3 separate regions of the Gossypium hirsutum genome follow, and all the other regions are linked to region 3. The links are chromatin contacts, called in public Hi-C maps. All regions are on one chromosome and are shown on one strand. Each heading gives the region's core, a stretch centred on a gene start, on an enhancer-like site or on the middle of the called end of the contact. The rest is flanking DNA. Distances are from core to core; before and after follow the strand shown.

The links. Hi-C and Micro-C count contacts between places; a contact is called where the count stands out from the background.
Region 1: a Hi-C map of leaf shows a contact between it and region 3, with 5 times the contacts expected there. The contact joins two enhancer-like sites. A contact is called at or near these places in 10 of 34 Hi-C or Micro-C datasets (hypocotyl, leaf and petal).
Region 2: a contact with region 3 is called in a Hi-C map of leaf, with 4 times the contacts expected there. The contact joins two enhancer-like sites. A contact is called at or near these places in 8 of 34 Hi-C or Micro-C datasets (callus, hypocotyl, leaf and 1 more).

The regions. Positions count from the first base shown.
Region 1 is chrD11:50,664,189-50,669,309 of Gossypium_hirsutum_v2.1, reverse strand. It overlaps the pseudogene LOC121223134. Among protein-coding and RNA genes, the nearest start is that of LOC121223135, 47 kb to the left of the region's middle. Within about 2 kb of position 2,964, at least 2 of the 9 cell types and tissues checked have an H3K27ac peak or open chromatin away from gene starts, as enhancers often do. A contact at or near this core is called in leaf, where this site is marked.
Region 2 is chrD11:50,701,353-50,706,510 of Gossypium_hirsutum_v2.1, reverse strand. No RefSeq gene overlaps it. Among protein-coding and RNA genes, the nearest start is that of LOC121223135, 10 kb to the left of the region's middle. Within about 2 kb of position 1,435, at least 2 of the 9 cell types and tissues checked have an H3K27ac peak or open chromatin away from gene starts, as enhancers often do. A contact at or near this core is called in leaf, where this site is marked.
Region 3 is chrD11:50,384,258-50,389,402 of Gossypium_hirsutum_v2.1, reverse strand. No RefSeq gene overlaps it. Among protein-coding and RNA genes, the nearest start is that of LOC121223197, 10 kb to the right of the region's middle. Within about 2 kb of position 3,197, at least 6 of the 9 cell types and tissues checked have an H3K27ac peak or open chromatin away from gene starts, as enhancers often do. A contact at or near this core is called in leaf, where this site is marked.

The sequences.
Region 1 (5,121 bases), core at 1,715-4,214, 280 kb before region 3:
TTTCTATCTCTATCAACCCTAGGTTGGTGAGCACTAGCTGAATCAATGCTCGGTGCTACCGATTCGACCCTATTTAAATTTTTAGTGGAATAACTGTGAACTCCTAGTTATTCGTCAAAAACTTTATCTTTTCCTTTGTTTTTCGAAGGATCCGGGTCAACGTTAGTTACGGATTAAAACAACAAGACATTTTATCAATATAAAATTAAAATTTTCATTCAATTTCTAATTTATGCAAATTTTGTATTTTATTCAATCTACTCTCCAAAATCAGGACTAACATAATTTTCACATTTGTGCATTTTAGTCCCTATTGCATAAAATCATCAATTAACTTTACAATTTTGTCTTTTTTCACTTGTAACCTAAACATCTATCAAATTGGTCTCTAAAACTTTAAATATTCAACTAAAGTAACATCCTCAAATTTTAACAATAACAAAAAATACAACATGGGTCAGCTAACTCGAGTTATTGAAATTCTAAAAATATAAAAATTACAAGAAAAATAACTAAATTAACTAACTAATTGAAATTTGAAAAGTTTAAACCCTATTGCTACGTGTCATTCTCCCTTTTCTTTTTGCTTCGAAAAGTCTGGGATGAAATGAAAATAATATTTCTCTTTCCATCCATTAATATCATCTTTTCATTTCTTTTTCTTTTTCTTTTATTTTTTAGTAATAAGTTAACTAAAGTTTATAATATAAAAAATACATAATAATAAGTTTTAACCCGCCGCTCATATATGTTCATATATAATGGTTTATTTACTTTATAAGTCCTATATATTAAATTCTAATTGCAATTCCTTAATAATTTTTACTTTGATTACTTACACAATTTAGTCCCTATACTCTTAATTAAATACTATTTCGACGAAATTACCTATCCGAAATTTAATTCACTCCTAGTATAGCTCCGTAAGTATTAATAAAAAATATTTATGAATTCGATTTATGAAAATGGAGTCCTAAAACCATACTTTCCGGTACCACTGACTAGCGAATCGTTACAATAACCTTTTTTTATAATAAGTAAATTAAGTTAAAAATAATATAAAATTTATAATATATAACCTTTATAGGAAATTTTTTATAAATCGTTCACCTTCAAAACATTTATAAATAATATATAATTTTTTGTCACAACTTTAAAAATTTATTTTTTATAAATAAATTATGGAAAAAAATCATAACACTTTTCATAAATAAGTATATTATTTTTTCATAATATATAACATGGGCACGTAATTAAGTTATGCCCATATTTTTTTGTTATAATTTTTTTATAAATAAGTATATTCTAACACTTTTTATAACATAAAAATTAATTTTTTATAATACACTTTTTGGTCATAACTTTAAATTTTTTTTAAGGTTTAAGGAATATAGTTTTTTATTATAAATTTATAAAATACACAAATTATTTTTATGATATATTTTTTTAAGATTTATAATATAACTTTAGAAATATTTTGGAATAACCATCCAAACACTCATTCGTGTGTATGCTTATAATATAATTTCTTATAACTTAAACTTGTATAAAAATAATTTTTCAAGGTTAAATCATATACGAGTGTTTGGAAAGCCATAGGATAATTGAAGTTGGATATAATTACCTACGTAATTACTTCAATTCTCACATTCCCTTAAGAATTGGAAAGTGTAATTGAAGGCTCGAATTACACCCATTTAGTGGGACCCACAAATTACAATGGTTCCTCAAACATATCATCCCGTGTAATTACAAGCAATTACTAACACCTTATTTGGTTGGGGGAATGGAATAACATTCCCCCTTATTCATTGAATGATAAATCATTCCTTTGTTTGGATAAATGTAATACTCATTTAATGGAATTACCATTACTTCTCTATTACTTGTCTTCCCGTAATAGTTATTCTTTGGTATTACCAAAGAATGATTATTCCATGCAACATTGAATAACAAAAAAAAATTAATTTCTAGATTAGTCCTTTAAAACTTAAACTTAAAAAATATAAAAAATAAAATATTTGAAATATTTTAATATAATTTAATATAAAACTAATTTTTAATATAATTTAATATAAAATATTTTATTATAATATAATATAAAAATAATTATATTAAAAATATTATTAAATTATATATTATTTTAATTTTTATTAAACTATATTTAATAATAATTATATTAAAATATAATTAAATTTTTTATTATTAAACTTTTTTTAATAATTAAAATTTAATAACAATAATAATAACAATAATCATTTATCTAAAAAAATTCTACTAAGGGTACTCTGGTCATTTTAATTTTTTTCCTTATGCTATTACAATTTCATTCTACTCAACTAAATACAAGAATACTTCCATTCCATTAAACTAAATAGTTGAATTACTGATTACAACCCTATTTCATTATAGCGAATCAAACGTAGTGTAAGTTGCTTTCCAAACACTACCTAAGTGATAAATAAATATTTACCTATTTATTCTATTCAACACTTTTTCACATCTAAAAGAACATTTTTTATTAAAAATTTTGAATTAAGTGCAAATTTATTATAATGATCAAACATACTTAAAAATTAAATTTAAAAAGATTGAATCATTTATCAAACAAAATCTAAAGTATATTATTATAAAAATGGATATATGAACATAACGCCATAAATTTAAAATATTCTATTTTATAAAGTGAGTCAAAATACATAAATTTTGAATAAATATAATTAAACAAATTTGAGTGGATTGAAATTAATAAATATAAAATACTAAAATGGGAAATTTTAATTGGAGGCATTAATTTGATACAGTAATAGTATTAAAATATGGGGAAAAATGAAGTGATTGGTGAAAGGCACAAATCACGAACTAAAATGGGATAAAATAAAGAAAGAAAGAAAGGGAGGGCCCATTCCATTGGTAGGAAAAGGCAAAGAGGGGGGGAAGCAAAGACATTGAAGGCGGCGTAAAAAGCGAGTCTCTTTCAAATTCCCTTTTCATTTCTTGCCTCCCTTTCTTATGAAATGGCCCCACCCCTATCACATTCCATCCATTCATTCAAATATATACACACAATTAAATTCCATATGAACTGATTGAATTAGATTACAGATTCGAATGAATCAAATCTTATAATTTTTAAATTATATGTTTGTTTTGGAACGGTTGATAATTTGATCCGTTTAACTATATGTTCCAATCTAAAAAATGCATAAATGTTTGTATTATAGGGCCTAAGTGATTCATTTAGTTTAGTCAACTCTTGAAACAAACTCGGAGTATTAGCTAGACTCATTTTGAATTTAAATTAATAATTTTAAAAATATTTTTAATAATAAAAAACATGTAAATATTAATATAAATTTTCAAATAATGAAACGGATTTTTTATTTAATAAAAGTATTTTAACATTGAATTAAAACATAAAAATTTGACTTGAATCTTTTATATAAACATCTGTTAGGTAACATAAGATTAATTAAAATTTAATTTGTACGGCAACTATTATGTTATTTATTTATACAAAATAATTGTATATAAATTCTTTAAATAATGCTTAAAAGTACATGAATGATTGCATTATATTACTACACTTTAGAGAGGAATTAAATTAATGTTTTTAAAAAAATATTAATTAATATTTTATTTTCTCTCTCGTTTAATAAAAATTTATCTTCTTCAATATTCTTAGTTTTGATGATTTTCTTCTTTTTTTTTGGTGAATTACAATTACAGAGCAAAGCTCGAACAATCAACAGATTAATGCGACTCAAATTCAAACCATATCTGAGGTGGTGAACACTCTAGACCATCGGGCCGTCACATAAATATAATGAGAATAATTGAAAATGGATGGTGAATTACAATAACAAAAGAGATGAAGCAATTTTGAAATATTTTTACATTAATTTTCAAGTTATACTCCTGAGATAAATTTATTATTATACTAAAAATAAAATATGAAATTCATTTTTCATAAAAATTTGGTTTATTTATCTCATAGTCAACCATCTAAATTTCATTACCAAAAATATTTTTCGTTAATAAAAACATAGGTACATCAACATATTTATTATAAAAATAAGGGTTAAAATATGAAATAAATCTATGTATTTTTTATAAGAATTCAGTTAAATTTATGAATCTAACAAAATAATTATAAAATTAGACCTGAAATTTGAAATGTAAAAATAGAAAAACTAAAATTTGAGAAATAAAAGTAAATTGAAAATGTAAGATGAGTAGAAGGAGTAGTGAGAGAAATAAACCCAAAAGAAAGTTGACATGGCCTAGATTTTATAACCCTGCCAAGAAATCGAAAAAGAAAAAAGGTTTCCCAAATAGACAGCTTATCTTTAAAAATACTATAATAAAAAAGCAGGAAAAAAAGAAAGGTTTAAAAATTGAACTCTGATCCTTCACGTTCTTTATGCTTTTATCTCACAGACTCTTTTATCAAATCTTTTTTCCTTTTCTATTTTGTGTTTTTAAGGGGTTTTCTGGGATTTTAGAGAAAAAGACTAAAAACACTATAAAAAGTTGCTTCCTTGCTTCTACAAAAGAGCTCTTTTTTTCCTCCCCCAGTAATGGTTGTTGCTCTTCATAGTTTCAAAGACATCAAAATCTTCATGTAAAAGATGAAGGGTGGAGATCCAGCTTTCAAGCTCTTTGGAAGGGAGATTCCTATGCCTCAATCTCAGATTCATGCTGGGGTAACCTCACCTTTTTACATATATTCAGACTTCATTTCTTATTTTTTACATTGCTTGTATTGTTTCTATTCATGCTTTGTATGTTTTCTCCTCTAGTTAATTACCCTTTTTTTTTCTGCCGTTGTTGCCTTCATGTTTATGGGTCTTTTGCTTTGTTTTGCTATGATGTGTTGGGAAAGTGTGGGTTTGTTAAACCTCTTTTATGGTTCCAAAGTTGAAGTTTTTGGGACTCAAAACACATGTTTTTGGCATCTTCACTTTCATATTTACTTGCTTTTTATTGACTTATACTTGGAATGAATTTTGTTTGCTTTTTTGGTATATAAACGAGTAAATGGTTAATGATAAATGGTTTCATTTTTTTTATGTAGTCCTTTCCTTTCTGATGTTTTAAATTTGCTTGTGTGTGTGTTTT
Region 2 (5,158 bases), core at 186-2,685, 320 kb before region 3:
TAAAAATTGTCTAAAAAACATAACTTATCGTCTAAATTAAACTTAATATTAAAACCGATAGTCAATTAATTTTTTTGCAATGATAATTTAATAATTTTTTTGGTACATATATGTAATTTAATTTAATAATTGATAGTTAATTTTTGAAATACTCATTTATATATTTCATATTCTGGAATTCTTAAGTTCAATATAAATTCGATGTAATTTTATAATATTCCATTACGTATACCATAAATTGATTAGCAATTTTTTTCCGGCATTCATAATGAATTTAATAAAAATTACTCAAATTAACGAGATGTCTTACCACTTGTCAAGTGAAAATGTGGTTTACATTTGAAAGTTACCAAAATACTTCTTTCTATAATATATATATATATATAGTAAAATCACTCCATTTGTGTATAAAAGTAAGGTTAACAACCCAACCAAATGAGACTTTATAACCAATGTTTTTGAAATTGTCAATTACATCGGTTGAATCGAAAATAGATGAGTTATTAACTAATTAAAATTGTCTTTCACTCATAAATTAAAAATCAGACGAATTGACAAAAAATTAGTTCAACAGATTTTTTCTTTTTTTGAACTAAAATTTTCTAACCACCAACCAACTCTCGTTTACTATCTTCTTATTGTCGCCAGCCAACTATAGTGGCGAAGCCTAGCCAACCCTTTCTTAAAATGTAAAATTTTCTATTAAGGTTTTTTTTATAATTTATACAATTTTAATTAGTAATAGTAAAATTATACTTTGATCCCAAAATGATAAAAAATTAATTTAATTTTTTAAAAATGATAAAGACGTAGACTATTAAAATGATAAAATTACATTTTTACTATTATAAAAATATATAATTTAATTCCAACAAAAATAATTTCCTCGCTCACCATAATTTCAGTCTACAAGCACCGGCCAAAAGCAGCCAAGAGAATGTAAGAGATGAAAAGATGAACCGATAAAACAAAGTCTGAGAAAGAAAGAAAAAATGAAAAGATGAGAAGAAATAGGCAGCAAGGAAATTACGAAAGAGATGAGGGGAAGAATTAAGTTTATTTTATTTTTTTACTCTGGACCTAACATAGTTGGGTCTTATAGTAATTTACAAACATGGTTAGGTTTTAAAAATGCAAATAGTTGGGCCTTGTAGTAATAGCTACTTGGGTTTTTTCTTGTTTTCTTTTATATTATTAAACAGTAAATCGGTCGAATAGGTGGTTAAACCGATTGAATCAGCCAGACTGAAAATCGATAATTTAACTGGTTTAATCACCAATTTAAATTTAAAAACATTAATTATAACAAGTAATGTCGTAAATATATTTGGGCCTTGATAGTTAAGTTCAAAAATCCTATTAGAAGAATCAAATGTGGTCTAACCCAACAAGCCGAAGAAGTAGGTTAGTCCACAACCCAACAATAAACGCAGCTATGGGCCCTTGGATGGACCTAATTCATAAAAATGACTTAGGTAAAATCCTATAGGTAGGAATATAATTAATAAAATATCAATATATTACCTATTTCTATCCATAATCAGAGAAAAATTGGGGTTGAACTCGTAGTCCCAATAATACGATATCAGCTAAATTAAAATTCAATCAACAAAATATATTATATTTTAAATACACTTACATTAAAATAATATGTAAATTTTGATTATAGGAGGTGTTTGACAGATTGGCAGTAAAGAGAGATTGAGAGTAGAAGAGAAGGAAAGAGGCTAATTTATTCCTTTATACGTACTTTTACACCTCATTGCAATGGGAGCCAAATATGACTGACTCACTTTATGTTTGCTTTAATGCCTCAGTGAAGAGGAAAAACAAACAAAAAAAAATAGTGGCAGCTTTCTTCCCCCACTTTAAAGTTCAGGACTTTAGCTACTGTTTCCTTTTTCCTTTTACCCCCAACTTCCAACGTCACCTTAACACAATAAGTATACCGGTTTTTGCTGCTTCTTTTTCCTCTCTTTTAGTTTTGTAAGTAAATAATATATTTCAAGTTTAATATAAAGATTCACCAAACCAAAGTTTTTTCTTTTTTAATAGAATAGCATATTTTTAGATATATTGTATTACTTTATTTAGTTTTTAGTTTATGAAATATAATATTACTTGAACCAAATATCTCTTACTATCACTGTTTTTAGAATAGGACCAGTCTGGATATTGGTCCGGAAGAATGGGTTGGATGACCTGGTTAAAAAGTCAATTGAATCAGGCTAAAAATTAGTTGAATCAGTTTTCTCTATTTTTAAATTTTTAATAATTTATTCAATTGAACCAGACAAAATCAATCAGATCGAGAATCTATGGTTTGATCGATTCAATCATCTGATTCTAAAAACCTTGCTTATAGTTTTTATGATAGAAAGGTTAAATTTTGCCATTAGTCATTGTACTATGCATAAATTGTGAATTTAATTTTATACTTTAATTGGACCAAATTTAGCCCCTATACTTTTTGAAATGATTGATTTTAGTCTCTCTACTTTTCAAAATTTGAAATTACAATCCTAAACCCAATCTATAGAAGCGAAATCTAGTTGGCTAAATTATGCTATTAATCTTGTAATATGTGTAAATTGTGGATTTAATCCCTATACTTTAGTTTGTTCAAATTTAGTCCTTATACTTTTTGAATTGATCAAATTTAGTCCTTGTACTTTTCAATTTTTGAAATTACAATCTTAACCCAAACAATAGCAATTAAATCCAGTTGGTTAAATGTTACTATTAATTTTGAACTATGCGTAAAGTTATAAATTTAATTCACATTCTTCAATTGCATCATTCTTAGTTTCTATACTGTTCGAATTTCAAAATTTTAATTTTGACGCAAGCAACAACAGTTAAACCCATTAACTGACTTTTTTTAGTAATATGTGAAAATCACAAGTTGGCATGGTTTTACAAATATGGTAATATATTTGCTACGTCAAATTTTAAAAATAACAAAACTTAATGAATTTAACAACTATTATTTGTAAGGATTACAATTTTAAAATTTGAAAAAGTATAAAAACTAAAACGACCAAATTAAAATATAAGAATTAAATTCACAACTTACATAAGCATACATTAAAAAAATCATAATAAATTCTTAATAATGATTTGCAATATTTATTATATATATATAAAATTGTTGTTTTAGAATTATATTTAATCAGAATGAAACCAACAAGTGGGATGGATGATAAGAGATTTGAATAATGTGTCCCTTGAATTCACCTTTTTCCTGGGTTAAATCGACCGGAAAAAGAAGTTTGAATGTGATCCATTAATTTTAAGACAAAACATTATTGAATAATATATTTAAATTTTATATTCAAGTTGTAATAATATTGATAATTTATATTTCATTAATTACTAAAACTATATTTATGTTACGGTCGAATGGAGATCTTAAATTCATGCAAATTACTCTTTTTAAATACATAAAATAAAAAATTAATTTTTCCTGTTCAGCATTGAATTAAGTAGAATATTAAAATGAATATATTAAATATATCATTTAAAAAAATAATTTAAAAAATCCTAATATAATTAATTTTTCTTTTCTATTTATTTAAATAATTTTTATATTTTAATATCTTAAGTAAATAAATATGAGTTAAAACCAAACTATTATGAATTTCAATTAAATATGTCACAAAGTTAAGATGGAAAATAAACAAATGTTGTGTCCAATTGTAAGGTATATTGTGCTTCTGGAAAGAAATTTTAAATTCGGACCTTAAAAATTGTTGAAATAAAATTCTTAACGTTGATTTTCACCGCTTGAAAAACTGACATGAAAAACATTAATAAAATTATATTAATTTATAATATTTTGAATACAAAAGACTAATAGACATAAAATTTATCTTTTTTAAAATCAAATCAATGATAAATCATGTAAAATACATTATAAACTAAAACCCAAACATAATCTTTAAATTAAGGTATGATAATCATATGCAAAATATTATATAATTTAATACATTACACAAAAATACCATAAAATAATTGTAAAAATTTCTAACAACATTAAAAACTAAATGTAAATTTTAATATAATTATATTTTAAACCATTAACATTCAAAATTTTTAAGTTGATGCCTCATTCTCTAAATTGTTCACTAGATCCAGACATGTAACCAGTTCTGAGAAATTGCCAAAAATAATAATAATAATAATAATAATACCATCAATTTACTTGCTGACTCCAGCTTCACAAATCACAATGAATTTGGATGACTTTTATTTATTGTTATAGAGAATAAAAAATTTAAATAAGAAGATAGTTTCTATTTAATGTTTTAACTTTCCAAAAATGAAGGACCAGTTAAATTAAAACCACATTAAAAGCAGTGATATTTGCAGAAATAATTGATTGGCACACCAGATTATAATTGAGCTTTTGCTACTTCTTCAAGTAAAGTAACAATGCTGGCCCCCCAATAAAAGGTCAAAAGTAAAAAGTAAACTAAAAAAACATTCATAAAAGAAAGTTAAAATTAGGAACCCCCAATAAACAAATGTGTTTTTTTTTCCCTTAAAGAATTCAAAACAAAAGTTAAGCTTTTATGCCTTTTTTTTTTTTTTTTTGAGTGAGTTTGGGAGAGGCCAGTTGTCGCCAAAAGTAACCATCACCATTCACAATCTCCATTGTTCTCACATTTCGCACCATGCCATTCAAATCTTGCTGCATCTTCAATGCGCTGCCCACACATATTTTGTTAGCGTTATACTCACTATCAATGACATCCTCCCTAGGGATACCTAGTTCATTAGTGTTTAGCGTTCTCTTCTAGCATTGTTCCACTAGGTTCTCACGAGTATGCAAGTCAATTGCCTCTAATAATCTAGTCACTTTGACAAGATATCTATTATTAATTAGCTATAGGACCAATGAATGACATGTTAACCAATAGTATACACAGTGTGGCTAGGGTTAATCCATTAACATTCGCCTCTTGCTCATTAGCAAGGATCATTTTCTCTTTCCTTTCATCCTCTTCTTTGAACCTTTTTCATTATACTTTCATCCTTCATTTTTTCTGGTTCCTCCTCCCTCAGTAATTAACTCTACCTTACAACTTTTGGCCCATTAGGTGAACTACCACATTAGCCTCCACCACATTTTTCCTTTCAATTTGGTGCGATTATC
Region 3 (5,145 bases), core at 1,948-4,447:
ATTTTAAAAGAACATTTTAACTTTACTTTACTTATTATATTTGTTATTTCGCATGTTATTAATCTGTCCTTTTTTATATTCATTCATTTTTATTGTTGTTACTCGTATTTTTATACTATCGTATTCAATATCGCTTTGTATGCGTAATTAACCTCGTGTTTCATTTCTACTATTTCAAGTTAGATTAATTTATCTCGACGCATAAGTTTCGACTTTCAAATAAGCAAAATTTCATATTTAGATTCGAGAGGATTGAGCCCTAACGTATTGGGTTCTAATTTTCTTCGTTGAATCTAAATAATGGAGAATGCTCTTTAATAATAAAAAAACATAAATAAAAATCTCATTATCGGGAATTCAATATGTTGTGTCCTAACACATTGGATATGACACATTGTTTTCTCGAGATGAGGATTTTTTCTAAAAATAATAAAGACAATATTCAATATTTAAACAATTGAATATGTTGTGTCCTAACGTATTAGGCTGCAATTTCTTCATCTGACTTAAACAATTGAATATCCTTTTAAATTTTATTGCACGAGTTTTTGGACAAGCTCATTTTTAAGGAGGTGAAATATCATGCCCTAACTCATTGAGTATGACATTTTCTCTCTCCGAAATGAGAGGATCTTAACGGATAATTTGTTTTATATAAGCTTTTTACAAAAGATCGTATTTTAAATTTTGTTTAAAGTTTTCAATTTTCGACACTAAGACATTAATTAATCAATTAGGTACCAATTTTTGAGCGTTACGAGGGTGTTAATCCTTCCTCGTACATAACCGACTCCCAAACCTATTTTTCTGAATTTCGCAGACCAAAAGCATTGTTTTAATAAATCTAAACCGTTTATTAAAAATAATCGTTTTACAAGGTGACCCGATCACACCTCATCAAAAAAAGATTTGTGGCGACTCCCACATTCGTTTTCATTTTTCAAAACCCAAGTCGACCTCGGTTGTCAAAAAAATGGTGTTATCCATCAAACTTAAAGTTCATTTGAAGCTCCTCCTCAACCTCATGTTGTGGTCTCTTTGTTGAAGAAATTTTATAATAATAGCAATAGTTTGATGGGGGAAAAAATGAAAAATATTATTATCTTTATACATTTTTATTTTACTACAACCAGTCTTTCAATATAAATAGAAAATGATCTTTCTTTTTTACGTCTTTTTCGGTAAAGAATTGGGCTGAAGGCTAGATTCTCAGGTTGATAACTAGGCTTCCTACAAAGTATATGTAAGCTAGGGGCCCTCAAAATTTTGGCACTAAGATGCTCCCCAATGCTTAAATCAACATGTGTGTGTCATACTGGAGGAAAGTAAGGAGATATGTTTACAGAGTAATGGAATAAAGTGAAGAAGTTACAGAGTAATGAAATAAAGTGAAGAAGATGAAGAGAGGAAGAAGATACTTGGTATTATACCTAAGCTTTGGTTTACCCCTTGCATGCTGATGTGTCTGGAATATGGCCATTTTGTTCCTTGTGGCTTGGGCGGTGTCAGGGTTCTTTCTGATAGGGTATGTTGGAAGCCGAAAGCTACTTTTCTCTTCAGGTGGCATGTTCTTTAGCTGCTCGCTAATGCTTAATAAAGATTGGGGCTTTTGAGCCACATGTTTCTTTGGGCTTTAGCCTAAGTCAGCCGAACTTGTTCAAGCTAGTATAACAATTCTCCCTCTTTAGATCTGAAGTGAGCTATAAACCGACATGTTGAAGGCCTGTGCAAAGTAAGATTTGTAGGAGTTTGGTTACGGAAGTTGGATTCAAGCTAGTACGCTTAATGGATGCATTGGAGAACAAGAATACCCCATTCAAAAGGATATAGGTGAACAAGAATCAAAAGGCTTTGTAGCAAGATATGCAGGTGTGCGAATTATTGATGTTTAGTGTCTCCGAGTAGGGTAATGATCCTTGGTGTTGTGTTGCTTTGAATGGGTCTTATCTCTGAGCAGGTATGAGAGAAATTCTTGAGAGTTTAGATGAAAAGTGTTGAAGCGATCTGGGAAGAAGGGTAGGATAATTACGAATTGAAGAAGAACATCGAGTGTTGAAATGGAAAACAATAAGTGGAAGTGATGCGATCATAGATTGATGCCGAGGAATCGCTGTTGGACTAAGGCATCGAAAATGTTCGAAGGAGAGTACTGAGAGCTGAAGCGGAATAGACTTTGGAGCTTGATAAACCTTTTGGTTTCATAGCTTGTTGGTCAGATGAGGAGGTGATTTTTGTGTTAATGTGGATCATAGAGAGGGATGACAGAGCACGTCTGTGAAATTTTTTTTCCATCTAGCTTTTGTGTTTTTCATTTGTATAATTTGTATGAGAATTGTTGTGGCCATGGGATTGAAAAATGAAATAGTTTTTCTTGAATGGAGGGTTCAATGGGGATTAGGGAGAAAGTGCCTTGGATTTGTCTGTTTTGAGGGAGTTTATGGTGTATCATTTCAGGTTTTCTCACGGCAATTGATACAATGGATGGGGCGGCGAAAGCTGGTGTCGATCGCTCCAATCTTTTCGAGGCTGCGAAGTTTTTTCTTTGCTGGTTAGAAGTTTGCGCATTTGATTTTGGCACCTTTAAGGAGCTTTTTTACATTTTCTTTTTGGTGTTTGTTGGTCTGTGTTCCCCCAGTGTTGGTGGTGTTTCTTTCCATTGATTTTTTTTGGCATGTTCCTTGGCTTTCTAAGGCAACTTTAGTTGGTGTCTTCTTTCCATTGATATTTTTTGGCACGTTTCTTGGCTTTCTAAAGAAGCTTTAGTTGGTGCTTTAGTGGCTCAAAGATGATGTCTCCTTATGAGCTTACTACTATTCTATTTTTTCTTGTAGATGTGTTTTTATAGTTCAAACTTGTATTTTTTGTTCTTTTATTCAGATGTTAATTTGGGTTTGCTGCTTGTTCCATGTTCTACTAACCTCACTTTAAACAACCCTTTTCTCACACCAATTGAGCTTTCTCACTCTAGTTTCAATTTCACTTGTCAAAACTCTATAAATTCTAGGTTGAGAATGATTAAATGGATGGGGGTTCTTTAAAAGAAGATTTTAACAAAATCTTAAGGCTGGTAATGAAAATTTAAAAGAAAAATGGAGAAAATGGCAAGGAAAAGAAGAGGAATAAGCAAGAGGGCTGTTGGCTGGCTGAGAAAGAAAGAAACCATTTAAAAATATCAATAAATGGGCTCAAGGCCCATGCCCACTATTCAATTTGAAGCTCATTTCAATAATACGAAGTTCTAACAATCCAAAATACTATCAGATATCATATTTAAATAATATTTTCATCATAAAAATCTTAAGAATTGATCAAATTATCCTTTCACAGTAAAATTTTCATTTTGCCCTTTTAGTGATTTTTTCTCAAAATTTCATACTTAAATCAAATCAAGTTCATCATTCATAAATATTCATTTGGTCTCTTTTCATGATAAAAATGGAAAATTTATATTTTAGTCCCTATCCTATTCAATTTTTCTAATTTAATTCAAAAAATGATTTTCATCACACCAAACCACATTCGAATCCATTTCATGCCAAATAATCCATAATAATTAATATTTTTCCATTTTGGATAATTTTGCACATTAGTCTCATATGTTTCAAAATTTTCAATTAGTCCTTTTTGTCACATTTTCAATTCTTTTCACGTATTCTCATCTCCAATATTAAATTCCTTTTATAAAATTTCTTATCTAAGTCATTCCATAAATTTTTTTGATATTCAAACCTAGGATTATGCCACGTGTCATATAAAAGATGATCCAAGGCAAGAAACCATGGGTGCAACTCAAAATAATTAGAAGAATGAAAAGGTTGATGTGTCTCGATTGCAAGATTACTCAACTTTTTTCATCAAACTCCAAGGCTAGAAACCATGGGTGTAGCTTCAAATGATGACGAGCAAAAGCATCTACAAATTGATGGATGTACAATCAACTCTCCAAGTATGCCATCAAGCTGGAAAAATTCTATTGGTGGTGGTGGAAGCAGTAATCCCACTGATTTAATCAAGAAGTAGTTGGACTTAAAGCCATGGTGGTAGAAATTAGAAAACAGGGACTAGAAGAACTTAAAGTCGTGATGGTGAAGTAAAAAAAGAAGTGAACTACTATGTTAGGATGCATTACACAGTAGAGATCCTTGGGTTGAGATTTTTCTTTTTTTGGGAAGAATTTTGTTGTGTTATTTCTTTTCGTGACATTCACACTTGACTCAATCATCAAATTCAAGTGTGCGATGTTACATACGTTGCTAAATTAATTTAGACTATTTACAATTATTCTTCTAATTTACTACAACTTAAATAGAACATTAATACCACTAGTTAACTAGATCAAGAATTGACACAACTTTCGATATTTAAATACATTTGTCTAACATGTCACGATTTTACTCGTGCCCACAAAGTCATTCGTTCCCATAAACCAAACAAGGATTTGTTCAAATTCCATGAAACAATATCATGCTTACTAACAGCAAAAGTTATCACCATTTTAACGAACTAGAGTAAGAAACAATCATTCATAGACAAGCATACTTAACTACACCATTTCACCATATCATCACATAAGATTAGTTACTTAAAATCACCAAGCTTATATGTATATATTGCCGTATATCATTATCAAAATCACAAGATAGCCAAAACAACAACATTTTACCAAGACTCAAAATGACCCCAACCATTTAGGTACATGCCTTTGAAACAACATATCATAACTGTTGACACCATTTTTTGATAAAAACGGTATCGACTTGGGTTTTGAAAAATGAAAACGAAAATGGGAGTCGCCACCAATCTTTTTTGAAGAGGTGTGATCGGGTCACCTCAAAAAGTGGTTGTTTTTAATAAACAATTTGATTTTATTAAAACAACGATTTTGGTCCACGAAATTCAAAAAAACGGATTCGGGAGTCGGTTACGTACGAGGAAGGATTAGCACCCTCGTAACGCCCAAAAATTGGTACCTAGTCGATTAGTTAATATCTTAATGTCGGAAATTGAAAACTTTGGAGAATTTTTAAAAATACGATCCTTAAAAAACTCGAATGATATGGATTAAGATATAAGAGAATATTTGGCTATTTGGTCCAACGAAGAATCGAAACCCAGCGCATTAGGGCACGTTTTCTCGAGTTTCCA